3 separate regions of the Mus musculus genome follow, and regions 2 and 3 are each linked to region 1. The links are chromatin contacts, called in public HiCAR-type and HiChIP or PLAC-seq maps. All regions are on one chromosome and are shown on one strand. The core of a region is the stretch at or near the end of the contact, and the rest is flanking DNA. Distances in the headings are between cores, read along the strand shown.

Evidence for each region. HiCAR-type assays count read pairs that join an accessible place to other places. HiChIP or PLAC-seq counts read pairs in DNA pulled down with a chosen protein or histone mark.
Region 2: a contact with region 1 is called in a HiCAR-type map of embryonic stem cells, with 4 times the contacts expected there. The contact joins the enhancer-like site here to the promoter of Dolpp1 in region 1. A contact is called at or near these places in 10 of 39 promoter capture datasets (3T3-L1-derived adipocytes, the C10 cell line, HPC-7-derived erythroid cells and 7 more), 1 of 484 Hi-C or Micro-C datasets (B cells) and 13 of 115 datasets of contacts at active chromatin or transcription factors (bone marrow-derived dendritic cells, bone marrow-derived macrophages, craniofacial prominence and 10 more).
Region 3: an HNF4G HiChIP or PLAC-seq map of pancreatic cancer cells shows a contact between it and region 1. The contact joins the enhancer-like site here to the promoter of Dolpp1 in region 1. A contact is called at or near these places in 5 of 39 promoter capture datasets (cranial neural crest, liver, maxillary cranial neural crest and 2 more), 1 of 484 Hi-C or Micro-C datasets (B cells), 8 of 115 datasets of contacts at active chromatin or transcription factors (bone marrow-derived dendritic cells, bone marrow-derived macrophages, embryonic basal ganglia and 5 more) and 3 of 9 other capture datasets (adipose tissue, embryonic stem cells and liver).

The regions. Positions count from the first base shown.
Region 1 is chr2:30,389,524-30,394,145 of GRCm38.p6, reverse strand. It overlaps Dolpp1 (dolichyl pyrophosphate phosphatase 1), which reads right to left and starts at 1,892. Exons shown (of 8, transcript NM_020329.4): 1 at 1,634-1,892. The coding sequence starts at 1,709.
Region 2 is chr2:30,935,825-30,940,446 of GRCm38.p6, reverse strand. No RefSeq gene overlaps it. Among named protein-coding and RNA genes, the nearest start is that of Tor1b, 15 kb to the left of the region's middle. Within about 2 kb of position 1,791, at least 15 of the 459 cell types and tissues checked have an H3K27ac peak or open chromatin away from gene starts, as enhancers often do. A contact at or near this core is called in embryonic stem cells and epiblast stem cells, where this site is marked.
Region 3 is chr2:30,918,013-30,922,634 of GRCm38.p6, reverse strand. It overlaps a transcript of Ptges not described here. Among named protein-coding and RNA genes, the nearest start is that of Ptges, 17 kb to the right of the region's middle. Within about 2 kb of position 2,309, at least 71 of the 459 cell types and tissues checked have an H3K27ac peak or open chromatin away from gene starts, as enhancers often do. A contact at or near this core is called in adipose tissue and pancreatic cancer cells, where this site is marked.

The DNA of each region.
Region 1 (4,622 bases), core at 643-3,142:
GCTGAGATGTGTGACTGGGACATGGTGACCCACTGGCTAGTGTAAGTAGCTGTGTGGGGCCTCTCTTTGCCCTCTGTACTTTAGGGTAGTGACAAGGTCTCCATAACCTACTGTCTTGAGTGTAGCAATGTAGGACACGCCACAGGACTCAGGCATGAAGGAAGCATGTTCAGTGTAGTGAGCGACATCAAGTGCAGGGGTACCTTGCCAGATATCCTCGGGCTCAACCAGCCCCCACAGCACACACAGCCTTGTATGTGTTATGGTGTTCACAGCTGCAGGCTCTTCTCACCTGAAAGGCCATGAGCCCTCCAAGAAGCTACTCTGACGCCAAGGACGGAGAGTCGGGAAGCTGTGGAGACCCCAGTCAGGTCTCTCCCCTTCACCAGGCCTGTTTTCCCTCCTCAGGGGCAGAGACTTTCCATAGAACAAGAGTGCAGGGACTTCATCATTCCAAACCCCGAGCTGGCCCAGGGCCTTGCACCCGGGAGATGCTATGCTAAGGGAATGCAGAATGAATGGATGGATGGGTGGTTGGGTAATGAACAGGCACTTTGATAGGGCCCATCCCTGGACTGCCACACCTTAAGTATAACCCAGAACACCCAGAGGCAAAGTTCTCCTGGCCTGTGGCCCTGTGTTCTCAGCAGACCCAAGTTCTCAGGCCCTCTACCCAAGAGGACAGGCCCTTCCTGGACAACCAGAGGCCAGCAAGGGGGCCCCGGCTGCTCAGCAACAAACATTTATCCAGGGAGGGTGCTGGCAAGCTAGAGAGATAAACTACAGGTATTTACTGGGTGTCCACTGTGGGCCAGGCTCTGTGCCCAGCACCTCTTAGGCCTGTGGTCATTTGAGTCACACACCATTACAGAAAGGAGACACTGTACTTGGAGCCACTTAAGATGAAGTGACTGGAGGGGTGGTGCCTACCCTGGAGCCCGGAAACGTCTCACCCCAAGGCCTAAGCTCCGCTCCGCTCCACTCTATGGAGCCGAGCCGGAACTTCAGAACCATGGCTAATGGACCTTCCCACCAGAGAGGCGGGCACTCCCAGAGGCGTGTCAGATGGAAGCTCTTACAAGTCAGGCTCCCAGGGGCTGCATGCCCCCTTGGCGGCTGGCCTCTGCCGCGCTGCTCAGGGCGTGGCGCCGCAAATTCTCCCAAACCTGGCCTGGGTTTGCACACTCCCTGCAACTGGGAGCTTTCTCCAGTGAGCAGCCCGCAGCGTAGTGAAGGAAACTGTCACTCCCTGCACAGCCGAGCAGGAGTGCGGCCTCTCTGGCTCGGGGGAGGGCGGGGCACAAGGGACAAAGTCCAGGCCCAGATCCTCGCCCGCCCTATCCAGACCCTCCCCCGGCCCAGGACAGCCCACCAGCACCCCGGGACCCCGGAGAGCGACTCGGCCGCGCAGCCGCAGAGCACACGAGCGAGCCGCTCGCAATTTCTCCCTGCTCATCGCCGCCTCACTGCGCCTGCGCGGCGCGCGCGCCGGCCGAGCCCCTCCAAGGCTCGCTGTTTGACAGTTCCCACCGCGGTTCCAAGGCGCCCCGAAGGCGGTCCGCGCGGCCCGGAACGCCCGGGGCTGTGGCGGCAGCTCGAGGAGAACGTCCTCGGAGCCGGGGCAGGCTCTTACCTGCAGGGTATTCGACGTGGGTGAGGGTCACTGGCCGCCATGAAGCGGGGAGCGAGCACTGTCCGTCCGCTGCCATCTTACCCGGAGACCGGGCTTCGCAGAGCAGCCAATGGGGAGCAAGGGGGGCGGTGGTCCTGACCTATCACGCCGGGGAGACGCCACGCACCCAATCCGAGGCCGATTGCAGGTAGTGGCGCAGCCATTCAGTGTGCAGGTCGTGAGGCTGGCCCGTGCGGCGAATCAGAGAGCGGGGACTCGCGCAGCTTTGCCAGTGTCCAATCCCGTGCGAGTTCAGGTAGTTGACTAACCAATCAAGAGAATGGAGCACTCGCAGCGCAGGACAGAGCGCAGAACAGCCAATCAAAAGGTAAGCTTAGCTCGGCGTGTGGGAAGGGCGAGCCAATCAGGCGCTATCTCGGGGGGCGTGTTGTACTTTGGTGGGAGCTTTGGTTAGGCTGGCACCTGCGCCCAGAGTTAAAGCTCCTGAGAACCCAGAGCGCAGTGGAGGAGCAGCCTCAGCACCACCGGGTCTCAACCGACCCATTTGGAAAACAAAAATGTGTTCCTCACTATGAAGGCTAGGCTTGCCCCAGCATCATTCTGCCTCGTCCTCCAGGTTCTGGCTTCCTGTCCATAAATGTAAACTGAAGTCAAAGACCTAGTGCAGTTTTTTATTGCCCTTTACTGACAGACAAGAGGTGCAGTTCCGCAAAGGAACTTTTCTGTTAAAAAAAAATTATTGGTCCTCACTTCTGGGATGTAGCACATATTGTAGATATCTTAGATGGGATGCTATACGTTTCAATTACGCCGTAGCGTAGTGAGGCCACTTGGGACCATTTTCAGTATAATCCAGATGTTCCATCTACCCTTCTCTGTTTCCCCATTCTTGAAGAAACATTCTTGAAGAAACAGCCACACCTCCCACCCACGTCCCCTTTCTGAACCAACTCTCTCCAGACAGACCTACTTACTGTCTAGGCCAGATTCCAATTCCTCAAATTTCTCTGCAAGGAATGGGCACACACACTCCTGCCCCATTTGCCTGGCCCAGGCTGACTTGTCAGTTCATAGCTTCAGGTTCTGAAAATTAAGAGAAGGGCCTCCACAGAAGCAGGGGGATCTCTGTGAGTTGGAAGCCAGTCTGGGCTACCTCAGAAAGGGGGTGGGGGAGTTCCAGTGGTCTCCCACAATTGCACCTCCTTTGCCTACCTCATCTCTGGCTACACTTGACTGTAATTATTTCCTTGTCTGCCTCTGCCAGTATGCAACGGTTCTCTGACCTCTGACTAAGGCCCAGAGCATGTACAGTAAAAAAATAAAAATAAAAGCAGGTTCCGGGTCTGCCTTAGACCTGGGGGTACCCAGTAGGTCTAGGTTGGAGCCTTGGCCCTCCATATTCTATGTTCTGAGGTCACTAGCTACAGTGGCTTAGTCTGGCAGCCCGTGGAAGCCAGAATTGTAGGTTACTCTAAGTAGGCTGGGGACTCAGAATCCCCCAGTGGTGTTCAGCTTGTCTTCCGTCTCCCTACCCAGCCTGAACTTATCCAGCTGGGCCCACCTCCTAGTCACCTGCCCTTAGCTCTCTCTCTCAGGCAAAGTCATTATTAGCCTTTGAAAGAAAGAGGTGTGAGACGTGGTCATGAGCTTCCTAGAATAGTTCTCTGAGAGAGAGGGCACCCATGGAAGGTCAGGCTGCCTTGCCCTTCTTCAGAGTCCCAGAAACACAGAGAGAGCATCCCTAAGGAAGTGACAAGATGAAGAACTGAAAATGTGTGGGAGTTATTGGGGCGAGTCTCCAGCAGGAAGAAAAGCTGGACTTCTTGTGGGGGAGGTGGGTGGGGCTGAGCCACTGAGTCTCTGAGGGAATAGCTGGTGCTGAGGGTACAGAAAGCTCTGAGGGTAAGTAAATAATGAAGGAATCTTTTTCCCCCCGAGGCAGGGTCTCAGTGTGTAAACTTGACTGGCCTGGAACTCATTATGTAGATGTTGTGCAGATCTCAAACTCACTGAGATCCACCTGCCACTGCCTCCCAAGTGCTGAGACTAATGGTATGGTCCGCCACACACACTTGCTTTTGCTATTTTTTAATTATATAAAATATTTAGCTGGGTGGACACCCTAAAATTGTAGCAACTGGGAGGTAAAGGTAGGAGATTGGGATTCCAGCCCATGCAGGAATTTGTCTTTTAAAAAAAAAAAAAAAAGGCCAGATGGAGCATGCCTGTAATTCCAGAACCTGAGAGGGGCAGGAGGATCAGAAGTTCTGGTAACCCTCGGGTCACATAGTGAGGTCTTGGCTAGCCTGGCATACCTAAGAATCTCCTCAAAAAACAGAATGGGGGGGGGAAACTAAACTAAAAACCAAACTGCGTGTGCGTGTGTTTGGAAAGCTGAGGCAAGAAGATCCAGAGTTCAAAGTCATTCATTATGTGTTCATATGTGACATTCTTTTTTTTTTTTTTTTTTTTAAAGATTTATTTATTATTTTATGTAAATACACTGTAGCTGTCTTCACACACTCCAGAAGAGGGAGTCAGATCTCATTACGGATGGTTGTGAGCCACCATGTGGTTGCTGGGATTTGAACTCTGGACCTTTGGAAGAGCAGTCGGGTGCTCTTACCCACTGAGCCATCTCACCAGCCCCATATGTGACATTCTTATAGAAAGTTCCAGACACCATATGGATATAGGTCAATGTGTTTCAGAAGTTAGACATTCTTGTGTAAGAATCCCCCAGATAAGGAACAACCGATGTGCCTGTGCAGTACCCTAGGTGACATCTAAAGGCATCCATCCCGTGTTTGGGTTTGCACCTGCTCTAACTGTCTATACAGTTTCTCAGGCTTGGTACTGACTGTGGGAGCTGTGCGTGCTGTGAGTGCTCAGCACTGTGAACTACTGTTCTAGTCCCATTGACTCCTGGAGGACATCTGGGACCAGAGGCAGCCACCTCAGGTGTGGGCTGAGTTACAATGCCCATGTG
Region 2 (4,622 bases), core at 542-3,041, 550 kb before region 1:
ACCTCAGTCAGACAGGGATAGTTTATAGCCATTCACTCCAGGACTGATCAATCAGGACTGATCAATCAGGGCCACAGAGCAGATTTAGGAGCTGACTGTGACCCTGAGCCAGAATCCTACAGAGCTTTTTTTTTACTTACTTACTTACTTAATTACTTACTTAATTAATTAATTAATTAGGTTTTTTGAGACTGGGCTGCTGCCCTGGAGCTCACTTTGTAGACCAGGCTGGCCACAAACTCAGAGATCCGCCTTCCTCTGCTTCCCAAGTGCTGGGATTAAAGGTGTGCGCCACTGCCCGGCTCCTACAGAGCTTTTAAGCCTGAAATCCACAAACATCTGTGCCAAGTTATTTCACTAATCAGGATTTAGGGGTAGGGGGTTTCCTTAGGAGCATATCTTTGTGGTACCCTTATCCTGCTCCCATTGGTTGGGGTATTCAGCTGTGGTGGGGACTAGCCTGGCCTAACATTCATGTCTTACTTGCCAACCAGGATGTCAGTTCCAAGGGACATCTCGGGAGTTAAAACTATCCTCGACCCCTACTCAAATGGACGTCTCTCTCCAAATGGCTTCTTACATTGGTGCAAGTGTCTCTCTTATGCTGGGTCCATCCCAGGGGCAGCTTATGAACAACCATAAAAGCTCACACACAGGGCAGGAAGTGCTGAGGCGAGGTCGGTTCAGGTCCAAGCTTACTGCGGCTAACTATACAAAGCAGTTCCAGCTGACCTCTACGTGATTGGATCCCAAGATCACCAAAGCCCAGCACATCACAGAATCTGCAATTCATTCAGGCATGAGAAAGTCTCCTAGTAACAGTACATGAGAAAGCTTCCTAATAACAGCACATGGGAAGGTTTGCTTATACCATTGGTAACAGCACAAAATGGCAGGCTAGGCAGGCAGCAGCTATCTAGGCCTCAACATTTTACCTAGACCCTAACAGTCAGGTCTCCTAGAACTGAAGTTACAGGTGGTTGTGAACTGCCATGTGGGTGCTGGGAACTGAACCCAGGTTCTCTACAAAAGCAACAAGTATTGAATGATTATTTTATTTATTTATTTATTTATTTATTTATTTAGGTTTTTCAAGACAGAGTTTCTCTGTGTAGCTCTGGCTGTCCTGAAACTCACTCTGTATATTTATTTATTTATTTATTTATTTTTAAAATTAAACATTTTAAGTTTAATTGCCTTGTATAGCCGGAGGCTGGAGCTGTATGGGAGGAAACAGCGAGAGAAATAACGAGACCAAGACAAAATTTCTGATCCAGGCCCAATGTTTACTAAGAGTCTGTGCTTATAAAGGAGGGAGGCCCATCCCCTGCCACGCCAGGCTTCTTGATGCTTTGCTGCCAAGTTGTTAGCACTTGGTCTGCCAGAGCTGTTAGCACTAGGTCCAATCAACAGGTTGTCAGCTTAACTCAGGAATATCTCAGGAAGACAGGTTCAGCCTCTCAGTGGGGCATCTTGGAGAAGAACACAGGTGGCAGAACAATAGACCTGGGTCGGAAGACTCCACCCTCCATGGTCTCATTCACAGCTGCAGAACAGGTCTGAGTCGGCCTGCTCAAGGCTGGGGGAGGCTATAGCCTTGAACTGAGCAATGATTGCTCCATTCTAAACCTCCCAGGCAGCCAGGCTTCCTCCCAGACCACATTCCCATCTTACTTGCAGTTTTCCCATCCTTTTTGCTCTCTTCTCCTGAGGCTTCCTGGACCTGTCCTCATGGCTCCCCTCCTTCCTTCCTGTCCCTTTCTCCACCCCTCCTAGAAACGGGAGTCCCACCTTATTCTCTCTAAAGCTCTATATTGGCTCCTTGGCTTTTATTGGCAGGGCAGAGAACGAATGAATGAGGAGCAATGTTTAAGCAAACTTGGGACAGGAGCATCTAAGGATAACATAAAGAAGCCACAGCCACGTGGAAACCAGGTAGTGGGATAGAGAGATCAGCATGTGAGATAATGCAAGGGTAAACTTTACACAGTGGGGAGAACATTTGGCAGACAAACAAGCGCTCTGAACTGCTCAGCCATCTTTCCAGCTCCCATTTTTTTTCTTCTTTTAATTACATTTGGCCAAATGTGGTGGCACATGCCTTTAATCCTAACACTTGGAATGCAGAAGTAGGAGAACCTCTATGAGGACGACAACAGGCTGGTCTACATCATGAGTTCCAGATCAACCAGAGCTACAGACAAACAAACAAAAAATTACATTTATTTACTTTATTGTGTATATGTATGGGTGTGCGTGTATGTCACAGTGCAAGTGTGGAGGTTAGAGGACAGCTTTTGGGAGTTCATTTTCCCTTTTGTGATGGCTGTTCTTGCTTGTCAACATGACTACATATGGAGTTAACTAAAACCCAGGCTGCTGAGTATACCTGTCAGGGACTTTCCTTGATTGGATAGTTTGAGGTGGGGAGAACCACCTTAAATCTGGGCCACACCTTCTGTTGGCAGTCTATTCAAAGGACATGGAAGCAGGAAACTGGCTCTTTGCTGTTTGCCCTCGCTCTCACTGCCACGTCCGTTTCCGTTTCCCCCATGGACTGAACAACTGATGGATTCTTGGACGTTGTGTTGGTGAACGGCCATTGTTGGACTAGTGTAGGCATAGTGTTGTGCACTGAGTAAAGATTATTCTTGTGTTATGCAAACGCTGATTGTCTGTCCTCACATCCTGTTTCAGTCCCGGCACAGCATTGTGCTGCTTATACCAAGAATCTACTGTCTCAAGTTTGTGTAAACAATTCTTTTTTTATTATTATTAGATATTTTCTTTATTTACATTTCAAACGCTATCCTGAAAGTTCCCTATACCCTCCCCCCGCCCTGCTCCCCTACCCACCCACTCCCACTTCTTGGCCCTGGCGTTCCCCTGTACTGGGGCATATAAAGTTTGCAAGTCCAATGGGCCTCTCTTTCCAGTGATGGTCGACTAGGCCATCTTCTGCTACATATGCAGCTAGAGACACAAGCTCTGGGGGTACTGGTTAGTTCATATTGTTCCACCTATAGGGTTGCAGACCCCTTCAGCTCCTTGGGTACTTTCTCTAGCTCCTCCATTGGGGGCCCTGTGTTCCATCCAATAGTTGACTGTGAGCATCCACTTCTGTATTTGCCAGGCACTGGCATAGCCTCACAGGAGACAGCTATACCAGGGTCCTGTCAGCAAAATCTTGCTGGCATGTGCAATAGTGTCTGGGTTTGGTGGCTGATTATGGGATGGATCCCCAGGTGGGGTAATCTCTGGATGGTCCATCCTTTCATCTTAGCTCCAAACTTTGTCTCTGTAACTCCTTCCATAGGTATTTTGTTCCCTATTCTAAGGAGGAGTGTAAACAATTCTTAACATTTATTCTCCGTCTTGTCAATAAATGCTGATCACCCAGTGACTTGGCAGAGAGAGAATAGGGTGGGTGGGACTTCCGCCAGCCAGGGGAAAGAGAGGCGGGGAGGATGGGTTGGGTTTTGAAGCCATGAGGAGGGGCTCTGGAGGAAGTCCATGGAAACACACCTGAATCCCAAAGAGCCAAACCAATAGAAATAAAATAATAACATAATACAATTTTATTATAATAAAATAATAAAAGACCATGGAAATGTGGCTGAGAGGTGCCCAGATTAGCTTAGGGATTAATATGAATTATTAGACTGCCCAGGTATTGAGCTGAGGCTTTAAAATGAATCTTGCTCTCTCTGTGTAGTTATTGGGAACCAGCTAGGATAATGACACAGCCACCAGATTAATTCAACAATTATATTTATGTTAAAATAATTCATTTTGCTGGGCGTGGTGGCGCACGCCTTTAATCCCAGCACTCGGGAGGCAGAGGCAGGCAGATTTCTGAGTTCGAGGCCAGCCTGGTCTACTAAAGTGAGTTCCAGGACAGCCAGGACTACACAGAGAAACCCTGTCTTGAAAAACCAACAAATAAATAAATGAATAATAATAATAATAATAATTCATTTTACAGACTAGTCAGATAACCGCCTGCAGGCGCTCTAACATATCCCCTTTATAATAAAAGACTTTTCTATCTTGTGGGCTCTGGGGATCTAACTGTCACTTTAGTGGCAAATGCAAGTCCCTGCTGAGGTTTGTTTCTATAGAATCTTTCCAGTTGGTTTGTTTGACACATCTCAGGTACCCTAGCCTTGAACCCAGTGTGTAGCAGAGGGTGACCTTAGTTTTCTGATCCTTCTGCCTCCACCTCCCAAACGCTGGGATGGTGGGTCTGCACCACACCTGTGCCTCTAAGGCTTGCTGGTTGTAGACGAGCCGTCTAACTGCTTTGTTGATATACAACTGAGACAATGGACTGAGCTTAGTTGAAGTGCCACACCTCAACAGAATCATTTCTAACACAAGACAATGGCTGTGACCACTCTCTAGTGGCCTCCTTCTGTCATGCTGTCCCTCCTCCATCTGTCCCCTCACAGTCCCCCCCTGTCAGTCAGTGCTCTGTTCTCTGTCACTATTGCTTTGTGTGCTTGGCATTTGACACTGTATAGGAAGAGAGTTCGGAATGGACACCAATGACCACACTGGTTAGTGAGAATTAACTTGACCCAAGCTGGAGTCATCTGGAGGAACAAACCTCAGTACAGGAA
Region 3 (4,622 bases), core at 1,060-3,559, 530 kb before region 1:
GGATTTGAACTCAGGACCTCTGGAAGAGCAGTCATTGTTCTTATCCACTGAGCCATCTCTCTAGCCCTTTCAGGTTTATTTTTGATGATATGTGTGTGTCTCTGTGAGGGCAGAAGAAGGTGTAGATCTTCTGGAACTGGAGTTACAGGCAGTTTTGAGCAGCCTGACATGGGTGCTGGGAACTGAACTTGGGTTCTCTGCAAGAGCAGCAAGTGCTCTGAACCACTAAACCATCTCTCCGGCCCACACCATCTGCCTTTGACCTTGGACTGAGCTATACACTGTTGAGCTCCCTGGGTCTGTAGCTCCTAGAGAGTGGATAGAAAGAGTCATTGATTGATCAATAGATTGAGACTATCTCACTAGGTAGACAGGACTGTCATGAGCGGGATCTGCTGGCCTCTGCCTCCCTAGTGCTGGGATTAAAGGTGTGAGCCTTCATGCACAGTTTGCAGGACTTTCCCAGCCTGTTTTACATTATCGTTATACAGGGGCCAATTATACACATCATAATCTCTTCTGCTGGGGAAATGCTCACCAGGCAAGTGTGAGGACCCCAGTGTGGATACCAAGCATCGACGTAAAGACAGGCACAGCAGCATGGGTGGTGCTGTAACCCCAGCATCCTTTAGGAAGACCTTATAGGAAGATCCTATAGGAAGATGGGAGTGGAGACAGGAGAATTTGCCAAAGCTCGAGGGCCTGCTAGCCTGGAGGTTTTGGTGCCTCCAACCAGGTTTCTACCTGGCAAGGCAAGGGCTGACAACTGAGGCTGTACCCTGATTTCCACAGGCACTCTGGCATGCGCACACCTGCTCCTATACACAGGAACACACACAACACACACAAATAAGTCTCATTATGCACCTGACACCACACACACACACACACACACACACACACACACACATGTCCTGTGGGCTCACACACATACACACATACCCACACACACACGCACGCACACGGGCCTGGAAAGGCGGCTTATGTTCAAACTCTCTGACTGCTCTTTCAGAGGACCCTGGTTTGGTTCCCAACATCCAGATGTGGCTCACAGCTTTCTGTAACTCTGGTTCCAAGGGAATCTGATGACCTCTTTTGGCCTATGTGGACACAGCACACATCTGTACAGTAACATACATGTTGGCAAAACACCCATACACATAGAATAAAACTCTTTTTTGTTTGTTTGTTTTTTTCGAGACAGGATTTCTCTGTGTAGCCCTGACTGTCTTGGAACTCACTTTGCAGACCAGGCTGGCCTCGAACTCAGAAATCTGCCTGCCTCTGCCTCCCAAGTGCTGGGATTAAAGGCATGAGCCACCACAACCCGGCAGAATAAAACTCATTAAAAGTGTGTTTGTGTGTGCCTGTGTGTGTCGGGGGGAGGGGATGGACATGTTAGTGCAGTATCTTTGGAGGCAGGAGAGGGCATGGACCTCCCCGAGCTAACCAATATAGAGGCTGGGGACTGACTTCTGTCCTCAGCAAGGGCAGTGCACACTCTCAACACTCAATCACTCTTCCCAGCCCATCCAGGGCTCATGTACTCAGGTGGGCCTTGAACTCACTGTACAGCTGTGGGTTGCATACCTATATATCAGCATACCTAGTTTATTAAACTGGTCATGGAACCCAGGGCTTAGTGCATGCCAGCCAATCACTACACCAGCTGAGTCCCATCTCCAATTCCTGCACTCCTGTTTTCTGATCCAGAAAACAGAAATAATAAAATCTACCTCTCTGAGCAGTGGCATGCCTTTTATCCCAGCACTCGGGAGGCAGAGGCTCTGTGAGTCCAAGGACAGCCTGATCTACATAGCAAATTCCAGGTCAGCCAGGACTATGTAGTAAGACCCTGTCTCAAAAGCAATAGTGGTGGTACTAGAGAGTTGGCTCAACAGTTAAAAGTACTAGCTCTTAATCAGAACCAAGTTCGATTCCCAGCATCCACATGGCAGCTTGCAACTGTCTATAACTCCAGTTCCAGGGGATCCAACACCCTCTTCTGATTTCAGAGGTCATTATGCACACTGGATACATACATACATACATGCAGGGAATTCATTCATGGACATGCAATAGTAATAATAGATGTACAGAGGTCTACATAATATGAAGATTAGATAAGTTATGCCTGGCACGTGGTAAGCATTATATAAGTGCCATAAAAAAAAATCCGCAGGAAGCTTGGCTCCTGACTCTGTTATGACTCATGGTATCTTTCAAGATAAAACACTGCCGGCGAATCCCGATGGTGAAGATTAGACAGAGGGAGGTGAGGTGGTGATGTCAGCCTAGGGTTGGCTTTGGTTACAGCCTGGGTTGACTCATTCAGGTTCAGGAACAGCTTCGTGGGCACACCCAGCCAGCCATGCTTAGAACGGCCTTTGTGTTTTTAATGCTCATCCACTGTTTATTTGGCTATTTTTTTTTTTTTGAGACAGGGTCTCACATAGTCCAGGCTTGCTAGGAACCGGATATGTGTCCAGTCTTGAGCTTCCAAGCATTCTATCACCATCTCTTGAACTGTGAGATTACAAGTGTGAACCGCCACACAGGGTCTAGACTTTCCTGGGCACAGACCCAGTGCTTCTTGTATGCAAAGCGAGCGTTTCACCAATCAACCTTTGTTTCCTGTTGGGCTTCATGTTTTTGTTGTCATTTTTAAAGAACAGAATGCTTTAAAGTATTATTTTGGGTATTTGTGTTTGTGCATATATACCACATGCGTGTGGTACCCACAGTAGTGAAAAGGGGGTGTTGACTCCTCGGAGTTGGAGTTATAGGTGTAGACACCCCACATGCACGCTGTTAACTGAGATCGGTCCAAGTTCTTACCCTGATGCTTTGTCAGCCCCACCCGTCTTTCTTCTCCACTTTTTTTCCTTTCTTTTAGTTTCTTTTCTTTTCTTTCTTTCTTTCTTTCTTTCTTTCTTTTTTTTTTTTTTTTTTTTTTTTTTGTCAAACGACATTTGAAAACACATTCTCTAGCTGGCTGGGTGTTGGTGGTGCACGCCTTCCATCCTAGTACCCTTGAGGCACAGGCAGGGGGATCTCTGAATTCCAGGCCAGCCAGAATGATCTAAAACAGCCAGGATATATATAGTTAGACCTGCCTCAAAAAAAAAAAAAAAAAAAATCAAAAATAAATAAATAATACAAACAGGGTTTTACTATGTAGCCCTGTGTGGCTTAAAACTTACTCTGTAGACCAGGTTGTCCTTGAACTCACAGAAATCCACCCACCTTCATCTCTAGAGCTGGACTACCGACCTTTATCACATAAAGGTTGACATAACTTGTCTGCTTTTTATTTGAGCCGGGGCTTCAAGTAGCTTAAGGTGTCCTTGGCTCTTTGTGTGGCAAAGGATAAACTACTGATGCCCCTGGCTCTGTCTCAAGTGCTGAGATTATAGCTATGTGCCACCATGCCTGGCTTTACTGTCTCTGCCTTGCAACACACACACGCACACACACACACACACACACACACACACACACTCACACAGCACTGGGGCCAGAGCACAGGGCTTAGAACACGCCCTGAACACGCTCAGCCACTGAACTACACCCAACCCCTTTAACATTCTTAACCTTTGAATAAAGAGCCCTGCATTTTCCAGTTTGCTTCCAGTTGCAGAAAGGACATGGCCAGACCTGCTTGGAGCTTCCGTTCTTCCTGTGCCCTCGGCAGTGATAGTCTCCTGGAAAGAGATTTCCTGAGCTGGGTTGCTGGAATGTGGGGCATGGCCCTCACTGGGGGACTTGCACACACTGGATAGATCTGGTATGCGGGCTGGAGAATCCTCGAGGGCAGCTGTTTGGTCTGGAGGTCTGGTCCAGCTCTGCAGGGCAGTGAGGGAGGGGAGGGGTTTTCCTACAGAGTTCTAAGGAAAGGATCAGATCAGAAGATCTGATCAGGCTTGGCTCTCGGAAGGAACAGGGATTTTGGAAAGCTATGCAAGGAAAGATGTATTAGCTGATTCCAGCAGCGCCCCTCCTTTGGAGTGAATTTCTTGACCTCTGGCTGGAGGTGGCGATGCTTCCATCCCCCACCCAGATGCTTGTGCCCTGACTGGTACCTTGAACCCGCTAATACGATGCTGAAGACGAAGCACATGCTTTTCTGCAGAGCACCGAGGGCTCCAGACTCCCTGGCATGGGGCTGGTGAATAGGCTGAGGCCGAGACAGGCCTTCAGGGAGCACAGAGCAGAGGTGAACTTGACTTCAAGAGGGAAGGAGGAAGCAGACACTTGGCTGGCACACTCAAAAGAGGCAGGCATGAAGCAGAAGCAGGCGCAGAAGCAGGCGGGAAGCATTGTGTCTTGACACCTCCTGGAGGGAAAGGAGGCAATGCTGTTTGGAGAGAACAAAGAGTGGTTAGGGTTCTAGGAGGCCGCTGTCTGAGTCAGAGGGCTGGGAGGGACTCTTATCAGTCCAGCTTTGAAAGCACAACCATCACTGGCCAAACCCCTGAAGAATGTGAAGTGTCCCCACAAGGTCCTTGAAGTGGCCAGACAGAGTATCAAACACCCAAATGACCCTTCTGCACTATGACCTCTGGGGAAGCAGCGTTTATGGGTTGGTGTGAGCAGCCCAGTGGATCCCTGACTCTGAAGAC